Linked DNA regions of Mus musculus: regions 1 and 2 are each linked to region 3. A link is a contact called in public ChIA-PET and Hi-C data. All regions are on one chromosome and are shown on one strand. The core of a region is the stretch at or near the end of the contact, and the rest is flanking DNA. Distances in the headings are between cores, read along the strand shown. Region 1 overlaps Mcmbp (minichromosome maintenance complex binding protein). Region 2 overlaps Inpp5f (inositol polyphosphate-5-phosphatase F). Region 3 overlaps Rgs10 (regulator of G-protein signalling 10).

Region 1 (4,706 bases), core at 1,537-4,036, 340 kb after region 3:
TTCTAACTGTGATGTAGATGAGCCTGTCGGAAACACAAAAATCCTGCTTTAGCAGACCGTCCAAACATTTTTCCCTTAGCTAGCCCAAGCTTGACCACAGGATCCACGCGGTGGAAGGAGAGAACTGATTCACCAAATTGTCTTCTGACCTCCATAAGTGCGCTACCTGCATTTATATGCATTAATTAATTAGTTCATTTTTAAAAAAAAATGAACAAAACAAGCCTTGGTGCCATACTTCAGGTTCTGCTCTTAGGTCTACAACCAATCAGTCTCTATGAAGGGTGAGGATTAGGTTGAGATTTCTAACTTTTGCATATCAATGTTCAGTGTTTCAAAGAACATCCTTTACTATGGGTTCCTGTGTTCTTTGATTAAAAAGAAAGAAAGAAAGAAAGAAAGAAAGAAAGAAAGAAAGAAAGAAAGAAGAAAGAAAGAAAGAAAGAAAGAAAGAAAAGAAAAAGGAAGAAAGAAAAAGAAAGTTCAGAGTCACAGCAATAGCCACTGAAAAGACTTTGCTGAGGAGGATGTAACACACAGAAGGGACAGACAGGATGGTTCCACTTACTATGGGAACTAAACCAGGCCAGTTCATAAAGACATTGTGGGAGAGGCTGGAGGGAAGGCATGGTGATTAGTTTGTGATTATGGTGCAAGGAATGCCCTGGCGGGGCTTACTTCCCATAACTAAGCCAAAAACTAGTAACCTTAAAACAAGGAAATTATCAAAGAGGGTTCACTGTGGAAGGAAGACTGAGAAGAAAATGTGTCAAGGTAAGGTAGGAGGCACCTGAGTTCCAGAGTAGCCCAGACCACACACTAAGAACCAATGACAAACCAAGTCTGAATGATAGGAAAGTAGTTGAATTTTTTGGTTATTGGAGCAGGGGCATGTGTTTTTGCGCACGCGTGCGCACGCGGTCTGCATGCGTGCTCGTGCACAATGGACAAAGAACAACCTAGGATGTTGTTAGGAATTGCCCACTGATTTTTTGGAAAGGATCCTCCCTGACATGGCACTTGCTAAGTAGGCAGGCTGGCTAGCCAACCAACTACAGGGATTTGCCTATTTCTACCTCCCTAGTGCTGGGAGTAAGGCCCTGCACTTCCTGCTGAGCTTTTATATGTAAATTCTGGGGACTGAACTCAGGTCAACGTGCTTGCAAGCCAATGTAGTTTCCCAACTGAACTGTTTCCCAGTGTGACCACCAGACTCTTTAAAGCTCAGAAAAGACAAGGAATTAGATTTGTTCTTAGAACCTCCAGATGGCGATGCAAATCCTGCTGGCAACTTGATTTTTACAAAGCCAGTGATACATGTCAGACTTCTGGCCTCTAGAGCTGTAAAGTAATGAATCTATATTGTTTCAAGGCACTGTGTGGTATAAGTTAGTGCTGGACTATATGCACCCAAGCCTTCTGTTCTATCTATACAGCTAGTCCACAGCGGCATTACCTCCTTACTCCTGGTATGGTAATTTGTCTTCTTTTTTCTTTGCTAGTCTAGCTTAGAGGTTTATCAGTTTTGCTAATAAGAAGGAAATAAAAGATTAGGGATTTAGTTCAGTAGTTCAATCCCCAATTACACCCCCTCCACATACACACAAATCTCTAATCACACTCAAAGAAAAAGCAAAGCGGGGGGTGGGGTGGGGGGGGGTGGGGGGGTGGGGGGGGTGGGGCTGCACGCGTAGCTCAGTTGGTGGTATCTATCTGCATAAACCAGGTGCAGTGGCTCATGCCTACACCCAGGAGATGGAGGCAGGAGGATTGGAATGTTTGCGCTCATGGCCACTGAGCAGAGATGCATGCTCCCAAAGGATCACTGAGTTCAGTCCCTTGAGGAGGAAAAGAGCCCAGCCCCAAAAGCTGCTCTGACCACCACATGCACACTGCCTGCAAAGCGTAGCAACTTCCTGCAGTGTAATAAATAGAAAGTTGTTAGAAAGTTTAAGACACCTTCACATACTAGTGAGCTTTAAGGCAGTCTGTAGTACATAAGATTGTCTCAAGTATTTCACTGATTTGCTATTTTCTTTATTTTTAGATTTTATTTTTATTTATTTATTTATTTTTTTGTTTTGTTTTTTTTGAGACAGGGTTTCTCTGTGTAGCCCGGGCTGCCCTGGCACTCACTCTGTAGACCAGGCTGGCCTCGAACTCAGAAATCTGCCTGCCTCTGCCTGCCTCTGCCTCCCAAGTGCTGGGATTAAAGGCATGAGCCACCACGCCCGGCTTTTGATTTGCTATTTTCTTGTTTTCAATTCTTAATTTCTGTTCTTCCTTCATTATTTGCTTTCCTTTTCTCCATGTGCCTTGGGTTTCAGTTCGCATTTCTGATTTCATAAATGGACACAATGCTCGAAGCCTTCTTTCCATACATACACAGCACAGTCTCTGGTTGTACTTAGAGGATGTTCTTGTTTTTTTATTTTTTCAAGACAGGGTTTCTCTGTGTAGCCCTGGCTGTCCTGGAACTCACTCTGTAGACCAGGCTGGCCTCGAACTCAGAAATCCGCCTGCCTCTGCCTCTCAAGTGCTAGGATTAAAGGTGTGCACCACCACTGCCTGGCTAGAGGATGTTCTTCCATTTCCATTTTTTGTGTAGCTGGGAACAATTTTAAGTTTTATATGGACTTCTTTTTGATCTACTGTGTTTATAAGTGTTCTACAAGTCTGAATTTTTGTCATCTTTCGGATTTCCGGTCCTCTCTTATTACAGACAGAACACACACAATGACTTCCCTTCTCTGAAGTCTGCTGATACTCGCTCATAACTCAGAATGATTTATCTTGGCCCAGGTTCCTCATGTGCTTGGACAGTGCGTGTTCTGGGGCGGGGAGGTGAACATACTAAATGAGCCTGCGTAGCTGGCACTCAGAGCTTTAAGAGCTCTACTAATTCTCCAACTAATGGAAGCAGCAAGCCCTGCAGCTATGGCTGCACACGTGGCCCACTCCAGCTCGCCGTTTGTGCGGGCAGTCTGAAGCTCTGCAGCTGGTGCATGCATGTCATGCCTTCTTATGAAAAGACCTACTGCAAAGCCATGTGTATCTTCCTTTCTTCTCGGAACAGCTTTCAAAACTATTTTAAAACTTGGGGCTGTCCAGGTAATAGTGATGCACACCTTTAATCCCAGGACTCGGGAGGCAGAGGCAGGTGGATCTACAGGTTGGAGGGTAGCCTGGTCTACAGAGTAAATTCCAGCCAAGAAACCCTATCTCAAAAAACAAGCAAGCAAACAACACACACAATATTACATCATTCTCTCCATCCATCACCCACGTCCTGTTATCCCTCTCAGTAAACTCTCTTTCAAATTTATGACTTTTTATTCTTTAACTATCATTGTTTGTATGTGTATGTGTGTATGTATGTGTGTGTCAATAGGTACATAAGTACAACCTATTGAGTCCATTTACTGTTGCTTATAGGTATTATTTTTAAGGCTGAGCATCTGGGATTGGTGTAGAGAACATCTCTTGTGTACTGAATGGATTCAACACCTGTCAGTTAAAGCTGATTGACCTGTAACTGAGGCAGGAAATAGAAGATGGACAGAGAGGATTCTGGGAGAGAGCCAGGGGCAGGAGGATTGGCCCAGGAACATGAAGGAGGTCAGAAGCACGGGAGCTGAGCAGAGGTAACCAGCCATGTGGCAGAATTTAAGATCAGAATAAATGAGATACTAAGTTATGATTGAATTGGGGAATAGCCAAAGCTTATAAAAATAAATATATTTGAGTCTCAGAGTCATTATTCTTGAAGCCTAGGGCCAGGACGAAAAAGCTGACTTTTACAGATTGGGGAAGAGGAAATTCTTCCTTTCTTAGCAGTGAAACAGACCCTTCTTAAAGAGTATGACAGATTCCCAAAATGTCTGTTTTAGTATTTAGGAAAACTCAATGAAAATCCGATTTATCATTATGCTCACTGCCCATAAGCAATGTGTAGGAAGAGAAAAACAGAAAGTCCTGAAACCACAAGTCCCTTACTACAAACCTCTTTCCCCAAATAAACCAACACTTTAGGAATTTGAGGATAGTTCCAAATTTTCCCTGATGGATTACAGACTAATCTGTGTAAATTAGTGTTTGTGGAATACTAAAGTGGGGTTTAGAGAAAAAATAACTTTGAACGTGTCTATCAAATACCAAGAAAAAACAGACACAGAATAATCTACTAATCAACATATGCAGATAGAAAAGCAAAAAACTAAGGGCAAACATCAAGGAATGGAAAACGAAAACACCAACACAAATGACTAATATTAAAATAGACAAATCCCTGGGTGGGGTAGTTTACATTCATAATCCTAGTACCTAGGAGATAGAGGCAGGAGAAAATAGGAGTTCAAAGCCAGCCTGGGCTACATAAGACTAGAAAGGGCTGGGGGTAAGGGGAGATGAGATGGGGAGGGGGAGGGAGAGGGGGAGGGAAAGAGAATAAAAATAAGACACAATTTCTAGGAAGCCATTCAAGAGGGAAAAAAACTGCAAGCAAAATCATAGGTGTTGGGGACATGGCTCTGGTGGAGGGCTACTTGCTTAGCATTCATGAAGTCCTGGGTTTGATTCCCAGTGCTTCATAAAACAAGGACTGGTGGTACACACCTGTAATCATAGCACTAGGCACAGGGAGGACAATCAAATTCAAGGCCACCCTTGGCTGTTATAAGTTCAAGGCCAGTTTGTACTACATGATA
Region 2 (4,521 bases), core at 1,687-4,186, 280 kb after region 3:
GAACACTGACTGCTCTTTCAGAGGACTCAGTTCAATTCCCAGCAACCACATGGTGGCTCACAACCATCTGTAATGGGATCTGATGCCCTCTTCTGGTGTGTGTGAAGACAGCTACAATGTACTCACATATATGAAATAAATAAATCTTAAAAAAAAAAAAAGATGATAGCGTAGGCACGCGTCTGTCTCAGCACTGGAAGGAGAAATGGATTTTGTATTGCTTCTTTGCAGGTGAGAAGGAAACGGTTGACTGTTTCTGTGCCCATTTTGAAGAACAACTGAAAATTTACAAAAAACAGGTGGGCTTTAGTATGTAGTAAGAACAATTTCCTTACATGTGGAATTCCATGAATAAAAACCATGTACTGTTCATAATTAAACAGCCACTTTTAGCGTGAAGATTAAACATGAGTAAGCTAAGAATACTCTCGAATCAGCTGCTTTAGCTGTTTGGAGAAAATGAAGTAGATGCTGGCAGTTGTCACAGACTAGGATAGGCCTCTCAGGACCTTGTGTGCTCACACGTGGAGTACAGTTAAATAAGGCAGAGTGGACTGAAACCCTCTTGGTGGAAAACAAGGCCAATAATTTTGATATGAGAGTAATATATGAAAGTAATGTTCTTGTCTCTTAGGAATGACCAATCTGACTGTATAATGACATGGGAGTCATTTTTTTCCTGGCCAGCCTGGTCTACATAGAGAGTTCCAGTCCAGCTAGCCAGGCAATATGGTGAGACCCTGTCTTAAAGTAAAGGAGAGGAGAAAGATGCTGAGTTCCTGCTTCAGGAATGGACAGACTCAGTGCTGCATGTCTTCCGTTCTTCCCAGACTAGTGTCTAGTTCATGTAGCTTCAGCCAGAGACTCATAGGCAACAGGAAGAAAAAAAAGTAGGAAAGAAAAACAATCATTATTTAATAATCATATTCAAAATTTAGATAGTTTTATAATAGATAAAAGCAGGTATTTGCTTTTAAAAATGGAAACTCATATATTGCTAGCAATAACACAAGTTGGTAAGGCACTTTGAATGTAATTATCAATTAAAATAAAACATGATAATACTTAACTATACTTTTCTTTTTGATACCCACTACACACACACACACACACACACACACACACACACACGCGTGTGTGTGTGTGTATAATTCTGAGAAAGACTCTTGATCTGAATGTAAAAGGTTAAACATTAAAGATTTCAGAAGACAGCATAGTGTTTCAAACTGAGTCATGAGCAGGATTTATAAAAGCAGTTTCCTTATCTTTCTTTGTTTCAAATGTATGATTGTCTATCACATTTTATTAGTCACTTGATAAAGAATAATGCCCAACCAGGAAATAGTTATTTTTGGGCTGGAGGGATGTCTCAGCGATTAAGAGTATGTACGGCTCTGCAGAGGATCTGGGTTTGGTCCCAGCACCCACTCACACAAAGAGAAGAGAAGAGAAGAGAAGAGAAGAGAAGAGAAGAGAAGAGAAGAGAAGAGAAGAGAAGAGAAGAGAAGAGAAGAGAAGAGGTGACATGACATGTGTCTTCAGTCCCAGCACTCTGAGCCAGGGGCAGGAGGATCTCTGTGAGTTCGAGGCCCTGAATGTGTAATCTCAGGGCTCTTAAGGAGAGCTTGGACGTGGAGAAAGGAGAATCCTAGAGCTCTGTAGGCCAGCTTGCTGTAACCAATACAGACACTGCCCCAAACAGGATGGAAGACAAAGGCCTACATCTAAGGTTGACCTCTGACCTCTGCACATGTGCTATGCTGTGTATTCACCACACAAAGATACATACATGTACAAAACAACAACGCTAACCATAATGGAAAGGGACTAACTTGATTTTTACTTTACGATTTTTTACTATTTGTTATTTCTGGTTATGCACAATTGAAACGCATGCATAAAATAAATACTTTTTAAAAAGGCATTATGAAGAGAATGAAAGGTAATTCAGAGATTAGGGGAGGCTGGAGAGTTAAGAGCTCTTGTAGAGGACCCAGGTTCCAACCCTAGAATACATATGGTGGCTCACAACCATGAGTAAGTCCACTTCCGGGGAATCTGACACCTCCTTTTGAGCTCTGAGGGCAGCAGGCACACACATGGTACACACAGGTACATGTAGGCAAAACACACATAAAATAAATCTTTAATAGTTAAGATTTGGTCTGTTATCTCGCAGCACATTTAAATGTCTTCTAAACCCATTAAAAAGGATGTACAATACAAAAAAAACTGGACAGAATAATGTAACAGGATTTTATGTACAAGGATATTTTATAAAGTCAAATCCATCAGAGAAGGTGCGTCATCTCATTAATCATCAGGGAAATGCAAATTAAAGCCATGACTCACACACTGGGGAGCTGAGGGGAACCGCTGAGAAGCGTCAAGTCTGGGAAAGGATGCAGAGCAATTAGCACTTAAATCGGCAAACAGGACTCCAAGTGTGCTCAGTCACGGGTGCTTATGCAAGAGCCTCACTGCAGCATCAGAGCCAGCGGCTGCTGAGGGCGGCATGAAGGACTGGATGTGGTCAGGAATGATTTGGTCTTATTCTGCATTGAGTTCCTTAATAATGTGTTGATTCGTGTTGATTCATGCATTATTGATATTCCTAATTGTAAGTAGCATTAGAAAGAATAAGCCATATTTAAATGCAACACAAATTGTTAAAAGGAGCAATACTGAGGTGTGCACGCCAGGAAATAACCTCTTCCCACACTTGTCCCTGCTCCCCGTTGACGCACGTCAATATCTAGAGGCGGGCGCTGAGCAGACACCTCCTGGCCTCCAGCAGGAGCCTGGCAGTGTTCATTTATCTGTGTTATCTGTGTCCTTCTCCTGGGTAATTGCTTTCTGCGATGAGGGGCCCACGGTCAGGGTGACTCATCCGTGTGGCTGCATTGCGCTAGCTCATAATTGGTTTAGGCTGGAGCTGTTTGACAGAAGGTCTGATGTGGGAAAAGCTTCCTGCTCTAATAAAAGATATACCGGAACCCACAGTGCCCCTGAGGCTGCTTTGTCAGGATTTGATGTTAGGGACTTTTGCATCTGTCTCAAGATGGTGAATGAAGCAGTCGGGCGTTTATCCAGTGTGCTGCTGGGGAAGCAATGAGGGAATGGCAGAGGGAAAGGCAGAAAGAACCCGAGTCCTCAGTGGTTTACTGAAGTCACTGCACTCAGCCTTGCGGCTTCCAGGCTTGCCTTGAGATTTGAGTTAGCAATCTATTGTTTGTAGCAAGGTCACCTGACACCCGCACATTCACCATGGGCTGAAGTCACAAAGAGCTGGCAGTGCACATACTGTTCTGCAGTGAAGTCTCTGGCTGTTAGTCTTTTCCCCAGAATTCTTAGGTTAGGCAGTGGTGGCACATGCCTTTAATCCCAACACCTCCGGAGGCAAAGGCTGGCAGAAAAAAGGAAAAGTTCTAAATTGGGAATGATGGTGTGTATCTATAATCCCAGCACTCAGGAGGAGACTATAGAGGTTGTAAAGGGGATTAGTCCAGCCTAGGCTATCCAGTAAATTCAAGGCCTGGGCTATATAAGAACTCAGTTTGAAAAAACAAATTGGTTATAATGGTGCACACCTTTAGTCCAGCACAAAGTGAGTTTGAGGCTGACCTGGCTTACATACCAAGTTCCAGGACAGCCAGGGCTACATAGTGTGACCCTGCCTCAAAAACAAAATAATCCAAAGTGAAGAGCTGGCAAGATGGCCCATCAGGTCAAGCACTTGATGGGCAAGCCTTATCACCCATGTGTACATTTTCATCCCTGGCACCCACGTAAGGGGGCGGGGCGTGAGAGCAGACGCCATAAAGTTCTCTAACTCTGCCCCCTGCACATGCTTATACATGTGCCCCCCACCGAGAGTAAAGACAATTTTAAAAGTCTAAGAATTAGGGAACTTGTTTTTGCAGAATGAATTTGTGAAGGCAAACTTGTTGAATTAAACAGCATATACACTTAAAGTTGATATTTAGCATTCAGAGATACTGCACCAGAAGCACTGAAAATCCTCAGACTTGCCCTGCCCACCCAACACAAGCAGCAGGAAATTAGAAACCGTTTTTAAGGGATCACACAGCTTCTATTCTCAGTAGCAATGGGACCCCGCTGTTGTTTTTCATGTTCACCAATGCTGACTCTGTTCAGTTATTTAAATTTACCCGTCAGTAGGTTAAAACCTCTTTTATATCCTGACATTTGCAATTTACTGTTAGTAGGGACTGTAGCATCTTGCTCACTGGGGTCTTTTGTACCCAGTTTTTTCTTACTCTGTTTATGGTACTCTATAAAGTGTTGATTTTCTGTGGCAAGTACATTCTCATGAGAGTTCCTTGTTTTGTTTTTTTAAACCTTTGCTGATAATGTCACTTGTACACAGATTTAAATTTTTCCTGTTGTCACATCGGAAACATCATCTTTGTCTTCTGGTTTTTATTTTATGCTTGGGAGGTCATGCTTCCACCTACAGCTGTGCAAAAACTACTACTTTTTTTGTGGCTTTTTTTTTTT
Region 3 (4,342 bases), core at 342-2,841:
TGTACACTGTCACTGTCTTCAGACACACCAGAAGAGGGCATCGGATCCCCACTACAGACGGTTGTGAGCCACCATGTTGAGAATTGAACCCAGGACCTCTGGAAGAGCAGTCAGTGCTCCTAACCACTGAGCCATCTCTCCAGCACCGTTACCTTGCTACTTTCCAGTCTTTGTGCACCTTTATTTCAATTCCTTGACTAGGAATTCCTGGAAATGCCTGGGGCAGAGGCATGGATGGGGGTTCTCTTTGGAGTGTTGAGAAGATTTGGGATCCGGTAAGTGGTCGTGCCTGCACAGCATTGTGAATACATTCGGTGCCATGGAGACACTCCAAAGGTTTTTAATTATGTGTGTTTCACCAGGTCAAATAAAGTCTCATGAAACTACCCATATGTACATGCATTGCCACCAGCGCCTGCTGTGCCATGGACATGCTAAGCCTGCTTCCCTTCCCTTAACCTCTTGGTCTTTCTCCCCTGTTAATGCTGGTTTCCTGATGAGGACCAGGGCCAGAACAGGTGACACCAAGACTGTCTGACTCCAAACTTCAGCCCTACTCTGGTCCCACAAGGCACCCTGAGCTCTCTAGGATAGATGGCTTATCTGTCTTCCAGTGGAAGAAGTTTTCACACAGTAAGTGTAAGTGATGCAGAGAAAAACACTCACTGTATGCCAAAAGTCCCCAGCGCAGCCCCACTGGGAATCTTGGAGACAAGGGCTGACAAGATGTTCACTCACCTGCAGTCTCATTACACTGAGAGCTGTGGCAGGGCCGTGACATGGCCTGATGGTAGGAGCAATTAAGAACCGTGACAGGGCTATGACCTTCCCTGATGGCAGAAGCCAGCTTTATTTAAAGTCTTCAGAGTTGTGGTGGGCAGGGCTGCAGTCTCAGCACTCTCCACCAGAACTTCCCTCCCTCTTCTTGAAGAGAATGGGGCCATCTGTGGCAGCAGAGATAGCTCCTGTGTGAACCTCAAGCCTCAGACCCCCCTCCAACCCCACAGAGCAAGGCAATGAAGAGATGCCTTTCACACAGCTGAAGTGTGTGGAGGAGGTGGGGGAGGTCAGGAGACCCTAAGATAACACTTTTTTTCTCCCAGAGAGGCTCTCAGCCTAAGAGGACACTTGCAGAACTTCACTGGGAGAACACCCGGCTCTGAAAACTTCTGCTCTTAGGGAAATCCCTGGACGTTTTCAATTAGCCGTGCTTAAAGAGAAGAAAAGCGCTCGTTTCAAGCCAGAGACCAGAAAGCTAAAGACCCTATGAGGCTGAGGCCTGACTCTGTCTCTGCTGATATAGGAACAGTGCCCAAAGCGGGGACAGCGCTCAAAGCCTTGTGTCTGTTCTTCCTGCCTGCAGGAGCAATTCGTTTATGTCAAACTCAAAGACATGGGAGCCTCTTGAGATAAATACGACTATTCCTGGGGAAGGTCTGGGGACCATCATGAGGCCTGCCCCGGAAGAGCAGTTTGGAACTTCATGTCTCTCAAAGACCCACCAGTTCCACAGAGCCATGAGTGTCTTCCACCATCCCCATTCTGTCAGAAGGGAACATTTTTGGAAACCCACTTCCTGTTTTAAAGTTACTTCATGAAAGTAGAATTTCAGTTGGCCAGATGAGCGAACTGCGTGCAACAGTCTGCAGGTCTCCCCTCCTAAGACATCCACACAGCTGTTCTGCCATGCACGCATGCACACACATGGCTCCCATGAACTCAGGCTCTCTTGGGGGAGTTCTGAAAATGAGACACAGAAGTGAGCAGCTTGAGGCTCCATATGTGGGGGCAGGTGGCCCAAGGGAGAGGAAGCAGGTGTGGGGGGAGGGGGCACTATCAACCAGCCCTCTCGAATCAGCTGTCCTTCCCCAGCCACTGAGGACAGGGTGCGCCCCTGGGCTGACCCAGTGGGTACAGGAGAATGAGTGAGCAGGCTTATCTGCGCTAGGATAGGAAGTGTGACCGAAAAGGGAAACCCTGAGACAGCTGACCACAGGCCAGTCACGGGAAGGCCTGGTGTCCAGGCCGAGACTTGAACAGAAAAGAAGAACTGCTCGCTTGAGCTATTCTGGTAGAATTTTCCAGAGTTTTGTTAACCCTGTTCTAGCCGCCGCCGCCGCTGTAAGAATAAGAACAGACTAGCTCCCTTGGTGGAGTCAGTTCTGAGTGTGTGAAAGTGCTGGCATATGCACCTAGCCACTGCCTCCACCACAGCCCTCCCTTCCCTGAGACAGACAGATAGATGTATCCGGTCTCGGCTCCTTCCAGGCACAGGTCAGGGCCCTTCCTGCAGGTGCTATGAAGCCTGGTTTGCACCCACACTGGGTAGGAAGTCAGCCTGAAACCCTGCTCCCAACCAGCGCAGGTTTAAGAGAAGTGAATTCACTTTGCTCAGAGCCCCAGACACCGGTCTGCTCAGAACAGCAAAGTCATCAGTTGTCCAGTGCTCAGGAAGGTGCAGTGTGGTCTCTCTCTCTCTCTCTCTCTCTCTCTCTCTCTCAGACACACACACACACACACACACTTAGGGCCCACGCTGATGCTCAGCCACCATAAAAGCTTTCACTTCACTTCCTCGTGGCAATCAGCCTCCTCACTCCCAATTTCTACAGACACAGCTCAAGAGTAGACGGGAGCTCCTCCCACCCGCTCTGCTCTCCACCTCTCAGCTGAATCCCACAGGCTAGGCCATGTTGCCTGGGGGCTCCTGGCGGCTTCTGGTTACTAAGCCCCTCCAGGGGTCTCTGGCTCCAGTCCTGGGTAACACCTGCCTTCTTCCTTCACCCTGCTCCCTCACCAGGAGAGCCTCAGATTCTGCCGTTCGCCTTCAGCACGGCCTGTGTCCTAGACATTCCCTAAATTTGAGTCCTGCCCCGGATGCTGTAACTACTCTCATATAACTACCACGCAGCCTAACAGTCTCCTAAGCTACTGGCTCATGAGTCAACTGACCATTGGCAACACAGGTAGGGAGTCCCAGAGACATCAAAAGAAGGGAAGGTCACCTGTCCAGGGCTCCTCTAGTCTTTCCTCTAGGAAGGTGGAGCTTCAAGTCCCTGCAGCATCTCTGCATATGGCCCACACCCTATTTGCGGCATGCCTGACTCTGGAACACATCTCCCATCAGCACCTCTATCCTCTCTATCATCCTCTCTATCCTCTCTATCCTCTCTATCATCCTCTCTATCCTCTCTATCATCCTCTCTATCCTCTCCATCATCCTCTCTATCCTCCCTATCATCCTCTCTATCCTCTCTATCCCACTCCTCCACCAGAGGTGGACCCAAGAGAAAACACAGAAAAATAGGACATGACTGTATATGAACTGCATGCATATTTGTTTCATAAAGAGGATGGAGCAGGGACATCAAATAAATAGAAGGGCGTGGGTAAGAGAGCGCAGCAGATAAAAGCACTTGTTACCAAGCCTGGTGACCTGCGTTTGACCCCACCTACCCCCAGGACCCACGTGGTAGATGGTGAGAGCTGACTTCCACAAGCTATCCTCTGACCTCCACACTGCACTGAAATAAATGTAACTTTAAAAGTTTTAAATGATACAAGATACCTTCCAGAACTAGGCCAGGAAAAAGGAGAGTAATTGGAGTAGTAGCAGGAGGGACAAGCCTGGGCACCCAAACAAGCCTGGAGAAGGGGTGGAAGAGACATGTCCAGGAAGAGTTGGGAGTCTGGGCACCTCCGCTGAAGGAAGTAAACAGGGGGGAAACTGTGTGCTTAGCGCCCACCCCAACCCTGAGCAACTGAGTTACCCTAGCCTTTCCCAAGTGGTAGTGAGGTGTGTGAGTGTGTCTCTCCCACAACGTGTTCTCTGATTTCCACACATGTGTTGCAGTACCTGTACAGCCACATCTGCATTCATACACAGACACACACACACACACCACACACACACACACACACCACACACACACACACACACACACACACACACACACAGACACACACACACCACACACAGACACACACACACACACACAGACATACACAGACACACACAGACATACACTCGCACACACTCGCACAAATAAAATATTTTTTATTAAATAGTTCTGCAGTTAAGAGTCTCCTAATATCCAGGTGTGGTGGTACATGCCTTTAAATCCAACACTTGGGAAGTAAAGGCAGGTCAATCTTTGTGAATTTAAGGCCAACCTGGTCTACAAAGTGAGTCCTAGGACAGCCAGGGCTACATGGTAAGGCTTTCTCATCACCCCACACCACCACTACCAAAAAAAAAAAAAAAGTGTTCTTGCTCCTTCACAGGACTGGAATCTGGATCCCAGCACCCATGTTGGGTGGCTCACAGCACTTGGAACTTGAG

What was found. Hi-C and Micro-C count contacts between places; a contact is called where the count stands out from the background. ChIA-PET counts read pairs in DNA pulled down with a chosen protein or histone mark.
Region 1: a contact with region 3 is called in a Hi-C map of bone marrow-derived macrophages, with 13 read pairs. The contact joins two enhancer-like sites. A contact is called at or near these places in 2 of 39 promoter capture datasets (cranial neural crest and embryonic stem cells), 1 of 15 datasets of contacts at CTCF or cohesin (embryonic stem cells), 1 of 484 Hi-C or Micro-C datasets (bone marrow-derived macrophages), 6 of 115 datasets of contacts at active chromatin or transcription factors (the 230-238 cell line, double positive thymocytes, effector CD8 T cells and 3 more) and 3 of 9 other capture datasets (adipose tissue, liver and pancreatic islet).
Region 2: an RNA polymerase II ChIA-PET map of memory CD8 T cells shows a contact between it and region 3, with 76 read pairs. The contact joins two enhancer-like sites. A contact is called at or near these places in 4 of 484 Hi-C or Micro-C datasets (bone marrow-derived macrophages and embryonic stem cells), 17 of 115 datasets of contacts at active chromatin or transcription factors (the HPC-7 cell line, T-cell acute lymphoblastic leukemia, bone marrow-derived macrophages and 13 more) and 3 of 9 other capture datasets (adipose tissue, embryonic stem cells and liver).

Annotation. Positions count from the first base shown.
Region 1 is chr7:128,726,100-128,730,805 of GRCm38.p6, forward strand. The region is part of intron 1 of Mcmbp (minichromosome maintenance complex binding protein); the gene reads right to left. Among named protein-coding and RNA genes, the nearest start is that of Mcmbp, 12 kb to the right of the region's middle. Within about 2 kb of position 2,787, at least 55 of the 459 cell types and tissues checked have an H3K27ac peak or open chromatin away from gene starts, as enhancers often do. A contact at or near this core is called in adipose tissue and bone marrow-derived macrophages, where this site is marked.
Region 2 is chr7:128,669,700-128,674,220 of GRCm38.p6, forward strand. It overlaps Inpp5f (inositol polyphosphate-5-phosphatase F), which reads left to right. Exons shown (of 20, transcript NM_178641.5): 9 at 232-299. Among named protein-coding and RNA genes, the nearest start is that of Inpp5f, 61 kb to the left of the region's middle. Within about 2 kb of position 2,937, at least 186 of the 459 cell types and tissues checked have an H3K27ac peak or open chromatin away from gene starts, as enhancers often do. A contact at or near this core is called in the HPC-7 cell line, bone marrow-derived macrophages, fetal liver and 1 more, where this site is marked.
Region 3 is chr7:128,390,525-128,394,866 of GRCm38.p6, forward strand. All of the region lies in intron 3 of Rgs10 (regulator of G-protein signalling 10), which reads right to left. Among named protein-coding and RNA genes, the nearest start is that of Rgs10, 25 kb to the right of the region's middle. Within about 2 kb of position 1,592, at least 166 of the 459 cell types and tissues checked have an H3K27ac peak or open chromatin away from gene starts, as enhancers often do. A contact at or near this core is called in the HPC-7 cell line, adipose tissue, bone marrow-derived macrophages and 2 more, where this site is marked.